2 separate regions of the Mus musculus genome follow, and region 2 is linked to region 1. A link is a contact called in public HiChIP or PLAC-seq data. All regions are on one chromosome and are shown on one strand. The core of a region is the stretch at or near the end of the contact, and the rest is flanking DNA. Distances in the headings are between cores, read along the strand shown. Region 1 holds the start of Unc13a (unc-13 homolog A). Region 2 overlaps Cyp4f18 (cytochrome P450, family 4, subfamily f, polypeptide 18).

Region 1 (5,358 bases), core at 1,010-3,509:
GGCCAGCCAATCTGTGTGCTCAGTTTCAGTAAGAGAGTCTGTCTCAACAAAGTGGGAGATGCCTCAGCAGACTTCTTGCCACCAAACCTAATGGCCGAGGCATCTGGGATCTACACAGTGGAGGAGGGAGAGAGCAGACACCCCAAATTGTTTTTTTGACCTCCTCATACCTACATACAGTCAGGTGAGATCACAGGTCTAAGATGTACGTAGTGTATCTGCCTGTGACCAAGTGTGTTTCAGGAGGTGTGGTCAAGTATGTGCCTGTGTTGAGATGGGAAGGGATATTTTTTCCTACATTTTCCTCTGTATGTGTGACAAGGCTTGTTTAGCCCCGGCTGGCCTCAACTCCTGAGTCCCTGCCGATGCCTCCCAAGTTCTGAGGTGATTGGCATGTGCTGACAGGTTTGATGTATGCAGTGCTGGGGATGAAACACAGGCCTTTGTGCATCCTGGGCATCACTGTTTGAACTGAGCTATGAGCACTGTACCAACTGAGCTGCAAGCACTATACCAACCGAGTTATGAGCACTGTACCAACTGAGCTATGAGCACTGTAGCAAGCACTATGCATACTGAGCCTCAGCTCCTGCCTATCTATGTGTATATACTAAACGTTCCTTAGCATCCTGTGTGTACAATCTAGATCTGTATCTGCAACATGGAAGCTTCCATTGCAGAGGAGCCTGGAGCCCCCATATATCCAATGGCAGCCCTAGCCATAAAGCGTCCGTGGGGAGGGTCGTGGGTGGTTGGAATGAAGGTGTTCCCTGACTGTGAGGGTGAGTTCAGGTCCACTGGACACCTCCAGGCCCAGCTTTACCACGCCCAGCGCCCCACTCAGGCCCCACCTGCACCTCCCTACCTCTCTGCCTGTTTCCTCTCCCCAGAGCCCTACCCTTCATTCCCTGTTCTGCCCACCATGGTATCCAGGGAATTCAGTACAAATGTCTCCTGGGCCTGGCTTTCTGGAAGCCTCCTTTCTTAGGCTGCACGCCCTCCACCCCCACAGCTGAGCCTCCGGTTTGCGTCAGAGTTGGGGTGACGCGCCCCCCCCCCCCCGCCCCAGGAGGCAGGATGGGAGGACACGGGATTCAGGGAGCTCCCGAGGTGAGGATCCCCTTCACGTTCAGCTCCGCTTACTTCCCAGGTCTGGAAGCCGCGGATACCCAGTAATCCTGGGCAGTCGGAACCTTCGAGGCACAGGGTCAGAGAAAAGAGTTCCTGCTCCTTTAAGAACACCCGCGTCCAACAGACTAGAGCGATGCACCGCGGGGCGCGGGCGGGCTGGGCCGGGTTTGTGAATGGAGCAGCGAGCGGAGGGGGAGGGGGGGACAGGGAGGGGGAGGGGCAGAGGGGCGGGGCCATCTAGGGCTACACAGCCGCGGAGCTCAAATCCGCACACCGCCGCCCAGGTCTCCCGCCGCCTGGGTTCTGAGGGGATGGAGACTCGCCCTCTTCCTTACACAGCTTCCTGGAGGTGGGAAGGGGAAAGGGAGTAGGGGGTTCACCCCCCACCCTCCAAACCTAGAGCTCACAACGGTATCGGCACGCATCGCTACATGGCCAGTCGGTCGCCCAAGGTCTCCCGCTGTAGAGTTACCTGGCAGCCGTGCCTAGCCCCACCCGGAACTTCGAGGGGTGCAGGGGTCACACCTCTCCCGTTATTCCCTCCCTACTCTCCAAATGCGGAGCGTGGGCCTGGGCGTGGGCCTCGGTGCAGATGGCGTTTTGGCCCCAAAATAGCTGCTCCCCCACATCTCCTTCCCTTCCTCCAGCCCTAGGGGTGAGGCGAAGAGGGAGCCACGAGCTTCCGCGGAGCCTGCTGCACTGTTTAGGGCATACTGGGGATCGGAGAGGTTGCTCCTACGCTCAGTCCGGGCCCATTACCCCTAAACGCCCCACCCTCGCGCGCACGGTCCGCCGTCTCCTCAGCCCCAACCAGGGCCTATAAACCGTCTACACAGGCGCCCCGAGTCCCTCATCCACTCGTGTGAGTGACAGGAAGAGCACCTAGGGCTGATCCAAGTGCGCCCTGAAGCGCGCACCGGGGGTCCCCCTGCTGTGCAGCCCGACTCGGCTCATCCACGCACACCCCGCACTTTTCCCGCGTCCACGCAGAACCTACCTCCCACGCACAGCAGAGACATGACTCCAGGCGGCTAGAGCGCGGCGGGTGCAGCGCGGGGCTCAGGGCTTATGCCGGGGCCCGGCCGCCGGCCATGTCGCTTCAGCACCGGGGGCGCGGACAGCGCCTGACGCGCTCTGACGCTGCGGCGTGGGCGGAGCCGGAGACGCGTGACGGGGCGGGGCCGGGCAGACGCCTTAAAGGGCTCGTAAACTGCGGGGAGTCCAGGCCAGGTCGTATCTGTTTCAAAGCCCTTTGCTTTCTGGCTCAGCCTCGATGAGTATTTCTGTCCGTGCTCCACCTACCTAGGTCTCCACGTTTCTATTTCCTCTCTGAGCCACCTAACCTGTGCTCTTGTTTTACATTCTCCTGGGTAACAGAACTGCTATTTGCTGTCAATTCCCCATCTTCAGTGCCGCAGGAAGCTGTTTGTTTATTGGTTTTTTTGTTTGTTTTTTAATCCGGGTACTGACACTTGCGAGACATGTGCCTTACCTTCCCCGTATGAGGCATATACTCTACCACAGGCACATATCTCTGCCCATTTTATAACTTTACTTCTTGCGGGCCATGGACGTAATAGATCTCTGCGAGTCTGTGGCCATCCTAGTCTGCATAGTGAGATTCTATCTCTAAAAACCAAAACAAACAAAAAACACACGTTTATTGGGTCTGGAGAGCTGCCCAGAGGTTAAGAGCACCAGCTGGTCTTCCAGAGACCCCAGCCTTCTGTTCCTCGCACCCACATGGTAGCTCCCAACCATCCACAGACATGCACAGAAAGCAAAATAAATCTAAAATTTTTTTTATACATTACATTGTTTATGTGTGTAGAAATGAGGCACACACATATCACAGCGCCCATGGAGATCAGAAGGCAACTTTCCAGACTTGATTCTCTTTCCACTATGTGGGTTCCAGGAATAGAATTCATGGCTTCAGGCTTGGCAGGAGGAGCTCACTGGGATATTGTGCAGAGCTTCTTGATTTTTTTCCATGTGTGGAATGTGTGTGTGTGTGTGTGTGTAAGACAGAGTTTGCATGTGCCTGTGTGTGCATGTGAGTATGTTTGTGTGTGTCCATGTGTCTGTGTGTGTGAGTGTGTCTGTATGTGTCTATGTGAGTGTGTTTGTGCTTGTGTGTCTGTGTCTGTATAAGTGTGTGTGTATGAGTGTGTCTGTATGTGTTTATGTCTGAGTGTGTGTTTGTGTATCTGTGTGTCTGAGTGTATGTGTCTGTATCTGATAGTGTGTGTGTATGTGAGTGTGTCTGAGCACACACACCTGTGCATGTAAGCCCAGTGAACAACCCTGGATGCTGTTCCTCATGCACAGGTCACTTATTCATCATTGTAGCTGTTGGTAGCAGTGTCTTACTGGCCCTAAGCTCACAGCTTAGACTGGCAGCTCCTGGAGAAGGGCCTGGAGGTATGTATCAGCAGCTCCTCCTGTAGGCTTTGGAGACAGAATGGCGGCCACCCTGGCACCTCCACTTCCCTTAGGCACCTCAGGAGCATGGTAGCTACCCAGCCATCTTCACAGCCCTCTGCTGCTCTAATTAAAATTTATTTGCATTTATTTTACATTTGTGACTGTTCTGCTTGTATGTCTGTGTCCCACCTCAGTGCTTGGTGCCCACACAGGCCAGGAGAGGGTGTCAGGTCACTGACACAGGGGTTGCAGTGGTGCTGAGCCACCTTGTGGGTGCTAGGAATCAAACTTGGGTCCTCTGGAGGAGCCAGTACTCCTAACCACTGAGATGCTCAATTCCCCTGCCCCCTTCCCCCTTTGCAGAGTGACCTTCATGCTTGCTCACATGCTGAGCTAATTATGTGTTGGTGTAAATTCTAGACTCCTCCTCACTGTTTATAGGGGTGGCCCTGAGTGAACTGCCCCAGACAGCTAAGCCTCCTGTCTTGCGCTGCGCAGCCTCCACTCCCACCTGTGAGCCAGCTCCTCGCAGCCTGAGCTCCTTCCTTTAGTGTCCTTGGCTCCTGTTTTCTTTTTTTTTTTTTTGTTTTTAAGATTTATTTATTGATTATATGCAAGTACACTGTAGCTGTCCTCAGACACTCCAGAAGAGGGAGTCAGATCTTGTTACGGATGGTTGTGAGCCACCATGTGGTTGCTGGGATTTGAACTCCTGACCTTCGGAAGAGCAGTCGGTGCTCTTAACCGCTGAGCCATCTCTCCAGCCCGGCTCCTGTTTTCAATACTGCCATGCTCACTGTCCTCCATACAACCTACTGGGCTCCTCCTGTTAAGCCTCAAAAATCTATGTAAGGCCAGGTTGACCTCCAGCTATCTCTGTCCTAGAACAAGGCAGAAGTTTCCTAGAGCACAGAGTGTTTGGGACAGGAGCCTCATTCAGGTCTTACCCAGAATATTTTGTGACTGGCTGGACATGACTCAGGGGCAGACCCTATCCTATCTTAGTCTTCTATTGCTGTGAAGAGAACTTGACCAAGGAAACTCTTACAAAAGTAAACATTTAGTTGGGGCTGTCTTACAGTTTCAGAGGTTTAGCCCACTATCACCATGGAAACCTGGAAGTGCCCAGGCAGACATGATATTTCTCCATCTGGATCGACAGGCAGCAAGAAGACAGAAACTCTGAGCCTAGTTTAAGCATTTGAAACTACAAAGCCCCAGTGACTCTTCCTCCAATAAGACCATGCCTCCTAATGGTGCCTCTTCCTGATGAGCCTATAGGGGACAGTCTTACTCAACCCCTACACACCGCTGCCTAGGATACCACAGTGTATGTGTGTTGGGGGGACTGGATTGCACAGTGTCCTAGGTTCCATTCCCAATATTCCACCCCCATATCTCCCAACTCTTGGTGCCTCAGTTTTGCCATCTGCAAAAGAGGGATTATAACAAATGACTTTGTGTTTTTGAATCCAAACCTACAAACTCGGGAATCCTAAGGGCTCCAATTCTTTTTTTTTTTTTTTAAAGATTTACTTATTATTATATCTAAGTACACTGTAGCTGTCTTCAGATGCACCAGAAGTGGGCATCAGGTCTCATTATGGATGGTTGTGAGCCACCATGTGGTTGCTGGGATTTGAACTCAGGACCTTCGGAAGAGCCGTCGGTGCTCTTAACCACTGAGCCATCTCTCCAGCCCAAGGGCTCCAATTCTTATGAGTACTTGTTTCGCCGGGTGTGGTGGTGCACGCCTTTAATCCCAGCATTTGGGAGGCAGAGACAGGTGGATTTCTGAGT
Region 2 (5,358 bases), core at 798-3,297, 320 kb after region 1:
GGCACACAGGTGAAAGGATGTTTGGCTATAGCAGTCACATGAAAGGACACTTGATGACGGAGTATAATTATGACCCCACAGACAGTGCGAGATGAGCACTGAGCTTTGATTCGGTTTGCTCTGCCTCACTGTTCTTTGCCAAAGACACACATGTTCACTTTACATAGCATTGTTGAGCTCAGCTTGTGGTGACACTGCCATTGAGAGAAACTCACCAAAGAACCGCTCCTGAGGTTCCTGTGGCAGCTTGGTGCTTCTGTGGCCTTACCTTAAGCCAGTTGGCAAGCCTGGCGATTTCTTTAGGATTAAACTACAGCTGCCTGGTGTCTGCTTGCTGAAAGGGCTGGACTGTAGCTGGTGGTTTGTGCCTGGTGTCTGCCTGCCGAGAGGACTGGTCTGCAGCTGCTGCTGGGTCATATTTGGTGTTTGCTACTGGACTGAACTGCTGCCCAAGAAGATTAAGCTTGCCCCCAAAGAACTATTGCTGAACAGGTCCACTTCCCCATATTCTAGTAACTTTTCTCTTTCACTCCCTATGCTGGGTGGTGGGCTAAAGGAGAGGTTAAACCCTTATTAAAAATAGGTTGCAAATATTTATGCCTGCGTTCCTTCTTTGCCTGCCTGCACTTACTTGCCAGCACATCTGTTGGAGTGTACTTCATGACTCCAGCTTATAGAGAAGACCAGCTGAAACACCTAGCCTTGTGGGACTGAGCAACAACTAGACTTCCCATTCACAGCTGCCCATTGTTAGGTTAGTTGGACTGTTGTGCCAGGGAAGGGTTGAACTCCCAAAACACAGACATAAGCCGATCACAGCAGGGTCTTTATTCTATTCGAGCTAGCTCAGGCCCCTCCAATGCACCATTGTCACTCAGGAAGGTTTTGGTGGTGGAGGAGCCTTGAATATCTATCGGGGCAAGGCTTAATAGTAAGCAGCAAGGGGGTGGAGTGTGCAAGCATCTAATTGGAAAGCTGCTGTAGCCTTTAACACAATTGGCTGGTGTTGGGAACTATATTATAAACCTAATTTCTGCTTCCCTCTGCATTGGTGATCATTGAGCAGGGAGTGGGCTTGTAACCTGGGGTTGTAGGTTTGTTGGGAGAATAACCTGGAGACGCTGGTCTTGTGGGGATCAGCCTAGAGACTGGAGCTAGGCTCGGGTTTTGTTGGTGGCAGCTTGGAAACTAATGCTAGGTACCAGCCTGTCAGTTGACCTGAGTTGAAACTTAGGTCAGGTTCTCTAAAATGGAGTCTAAACTTAAAAGATTTGGCCTCTCAGGACTACAGACTGTAAGTCATTCCAATAAATCCTCTTAATATATAGAGACATCCCATTGTTTTGTGGCTTTAGAGAATCCTGACTAATTCGCATGCCCAGTTGCTGTAATGCTACATCCTCAAAAGGTAAGGGACTGTGGCGATTTGAATGAGGATGACCCCTAAGCTCATGTCCTTGCTCTCACATTTGGTGGAAATGTTTGGGAAGGGTTAGTAGTCTAGCTATGGTGGCCATTCTTGGTTTTCATTTGACTACATCTGTAATTAACTAAAACCCAAGCTGTTTGGCACATCTCTAAGGCAATTTTCTTGATTAGAACATTTGAGGTGGGAAGAGCCACCTCTAATCTGAGCCACGCTTTCTTGTCTTTTTTTTTTTTTTTTTTTTTTTTAATTCAACCCAGAACCCAAACCTAGTAATGGCGCCACCTACAGTAAGGATTAGGACTGATCATTCCACTTCAGTTGATTTATCCAGATTATCGCTCACAGGTGTACCTTGCCTCCTGAATGACAATATTAATTTTCATGTCCCTTAAATCCCTCTACCACTCAAACACCTTTCATGGCTCCCTGTGGCTCACATGAGGCATGTAACCTGGATGTTTGGTGAGGCTCAGACAAGGTGACAAGAAAATTTTATTCCTGGAAAGGCACAGGTGGGTGGATGGATAGGAGAGTCCCACGCCAGCTCAGAGATCACTGCGCGCCTGCGCTGAGCGGCTCCACTTTCAGCCACAGCCCGCCTTCTGCGCGCAGGATCAGCTCCGGCTTCCTGCGGGGCTCCTTGTCATCCGGCAGAACGCGGAAGCGCAGCAGAGTCAGCGCCAGAGCTACTTTCATCTCGCTCATGGCGAAAGTCTGTCCTATGCAGTTCCTGCAGGAGGGCGGGGTGGGAACTCTGACTGTGCCCAAGACCCTACCCAGGACCAACACAGCACTAGAACCTGGCCCGAGTCTGAGGTTTCTGGGACCACGCAAGGACGTAGACATCCTCAGAGCCAAGCCTTGATCAATAGCCGAAAAGGCCAGGGCGGGATTCTGAGCACAGAGGACTCTTCACCTTCCCCTCCCTGGTTCCCAAACCTTTGCACAATTCTGTGCAGGGAGGTAGGGAGGAAACGCTAACCTCCAAAAAACCCCAACTCCCCCGTCCTCACAGTCAGCCCGAGGCCCCTGCCCCTCAGTCCTAGCCTCACCTGGGCCCAGCCGAGAAGGGAATAAAAGCCAGGGGTGACCTGCCCTTGACGTTGTCGGCATCAAAGCGGAAGGGGTCATAGACCTGCAGGGGACATGGAATCATGGCGGGTGAGAACCAATTGCCAGCGTAGCCAAGAGCAGAGTCCTCAGTGTGCATGGAAGGTCAGAGTTGATTTATCTACCTCCTGGGATGCAATGAGGAGTAGTCGTAAACCCTGGATTCCATCCCAGCACCAGCATAAAACTGATGGCTGCAAACCTGTCAGCAGCAGGAGGCAGGAGGATCAAGGGTTCTGGGTCAACTCCTGTGTAAGGACTTCCAGGCTAGCCTGGGATACCTGACACCCTGCTTCATAAAACCCATGACTGGGGCTGGGGAGGTAGCTAAGTTGAAAGAGCAATTACCTAGCAGGCACAAAGCCCTGGATCCCATCCCAGGCACCACATAAACCAGGCGTGGTTCTGCACACCTCTCATCCCAACACTGAGGGGGTGGAAGCAGGAGGATCAGAAGTTTATGGTTATCCTTGGCTACAGGTTAAGTTGAAGCCAGCCTGAGCTACATGAGACCTTAGCCAACAAACAAACAAAAAGACCGTCCTCTTGAGAATCCCAGCCTATAACAAAGAATTAAGAGGGACAGCACCTCCGGGTCTGGCCACACAGCTGGATTGTGATGTGTCCCGAAAATACTTATTCGGCTTATGACACCTGTGGGGGAAATGAAGCAATGAAGAACTGCTGCAACCTGGATCCACTGTCTGCCCAGAACCTTCCCTCCTCCCTGATGTTTCGGGCACCTTTAGGGATGACCCGACCATCTGGGAGCACAATGTCCTGAGTGCAGCATCGGGAGATTGCAGTGACGGGAGGATGCAGCCGTAGGCTCTCCTTAATGCACATGGTGAGGAATGGCAGCTGGGCCAGGTCGTCCCTGAGGGGGGGGGGAATAGTTAACCAGATCAAAAATGAGAGAACTTCAACTCCTCTGTGACCCAGTGAAACCTCCCTGTTTTAAGTGCTAAGATGGATGAAGTACATGAGAATTGGAAAAACACAGGCTGACCAAATGGTTCAGAGAGGAAAATCAGCTGTCAGTAAGTCTGAAAATGAGTTCAATCTCCAAGAGAGACATTAATTAATTAATTAATTAATTAATTAATTAATGTAATTTAAAAACAAAAACAGAAACAGAATTCCCAACAATGGAAAGACAGAGACAGGAGGATTATGAGTTCCAGTCCAGCCACAATGGTACTCTTGTCTGAAAAAAAAAAATTCATTATTAATTAATAGTTGGTTAGCTTACTGACTAATAGTTTAATTGTGTCATTCTTAATGACTAACTTATTAATTAATCGAAAGCTTTTTAAATCAGATAATTAAGAGTACCAAAGAAAGGTTAGCCAGGCGACTTTAAAATGTTTATCCTGAGGAAACAAAAATGTAATGCCAATGGTATAAAAGTTAACAAATGGTCAGGACAGCTGGCTCAGTGTTTAAGAGGACCCGAGTTCAATTCCCAGAAACTACAGGCAGCTCACAACTGCCCCGTACACTAACTCTATAGGCTCTGACTCACTCTTCCGACCTCTGCAGACTCTGCACTCACATACAAATACTCCCACACATACACATATATAATTTTAAAATAAAAATAAATGTTAATTTAACAAGTTGCATAAAAATTATTCATTCTGGGAAAAAAAAAAGAGAAAGAAACCAAAATACAAAACAGTAGAAAGAAGATAGCGAGATCTAAAGCTTTGATTTTGTCATCACTGCACTAGAAACACTAGAAATGCAACTAGCCAAGGTGAGGCAAAGGAAGGAAGGAATGCCGCTTGTGGTGTAAGGGTGAATGTGCCATTTCAACAGAGAGAGGCATTGCAGGTGGTGGTTTTGGTTCTGGTTTGTGTCTTAGTTAGGGTTTTACTGCTGTGAAGAGACACCATGACTAAGGCAACACTTATAAGGACAACATTTCACTGGGGCTTGCTTACAGCTTCATAGGTTCAGTCTGTTATCATTATGGCAGGAAGCATGGCAGCATCCAGACACTATGGCACTGGAGGAGCTGAGAGTTCTACCTCTCATTCTGAAGGCAGCTAGTAGGAAGCTGGGACAAGGGTCTTAAAGCCCATGCCTACAATGACACACTTCCTCCAACGAGGCCACACCTGCTAAGAGTGCCACTCTCTGGGCCAAGCATATTCAAACTACCACAGTTTAGTTTGGTTTTGTGGTACTAAAGATCTAGCCTGTGGCCTTGTATATTCTAGGTGAGTAGTCTACCACCAAGCCACATATACAGCCCTAGGCAGAATCGATGGGAAAACATTAATAACTAATGAGTGAATGATGTAGCTTTAATCTGTCTTCTTTTGGTATGTTGTGATTATTTAAAATTTTAGGACCTGATGCTGCTAAATCTGCAGCTGAAAAACTCCAGAACACACCACTCACTCTGATGACCCAGCATCACATCTTCCTAAAGACTGCCTAGCTGCTAGCTTTTTGTTTCTTTGTTTATGTATCCCTCTGTGATGGTTTGTCTATGCTCGACCCAGGGAGGGGCACTATTTGAAGGTGTGGCCCTGTTGGAGGTGTGTCATTTGTGGGTGTGGGCTTTAAGACCCTCATCCTAGCTGCCTGGAAGCCAGTATTCTTCTAGCAACCTTCAGATGAAGATGTAGAACTCTCAGCCTCTCCTGTGCCACGCCTGCCTTGATGATAATGGATTAAACCTCTGAAGATGTAAGCCAGCCCCAATTAAATGTTGTCCTTATAAGAGTTGCCTTGGACATGATATCTGTTCATAGTAGTAAAACCCTTTAAGACACCCCCTACGGATGCCTCTTTGATTGTTTTGGTTT

Evidence for each region. HiChIP or PLAC-seq counts read pairs in DNA pulled down with a chosen protein or histone mark.
Region 2: a contact with region 1 is called in an H3K4me3 HiChIP or PLAC-seq map of forebrain, with 2.9 times the contacts expected there. The contact joins the enhancer-like site here to the promoter of Unc13a in region 1. A contact is called at or near these places in 1 of 39 promoter capture datasets (the C10 cell line), 4 of 115 datasets of contacts at active chromatin or transcription factors (the 230-238 cell line, embryonic forebrain and forebrain) and 2 of 9 other capture datasets (liver and pancreatic islet).

What each region holds. Positions count from the first base shown.
Region 1 is chr8:71,669,498-71,674,855 of GRCm38.p6, forward strand. Unc13a (unc-13 homolog A) reads right to left here and starts at 2,260. Exons shown (of 44, transcript NM_001029873.2): 1 at 2,129-2,260. The coding sequence starts at 2,150.
Region 2 is chr8:71,986,579-71,991,936 of GRCm38.p6, forward strand. Cyp4f18 (cytochrome P450, family 4, subfamily f, polypeptide 18) reads right to left here. Exons shown (of 13, transcript NM_024444.2): 10 at 3,283-3,416; 11 at 3,129-3,193; 12 at 2,482-2,564; 13 at 1,904-2,159. The coding sequence ends at 1,982. Among named protein-coding and RNA genes, the nearest start is that of Gm51535, 15 kb to the right of the region's middle. Within about 2 kb of position 2,048, at least 152 of the 459 cell types and tissues checked have an H3K27ac peak or open chromatin away from gene starts, as enhancers often do. A contact at or near this core is called in forebrain and pancreatic islet, where this site is marked.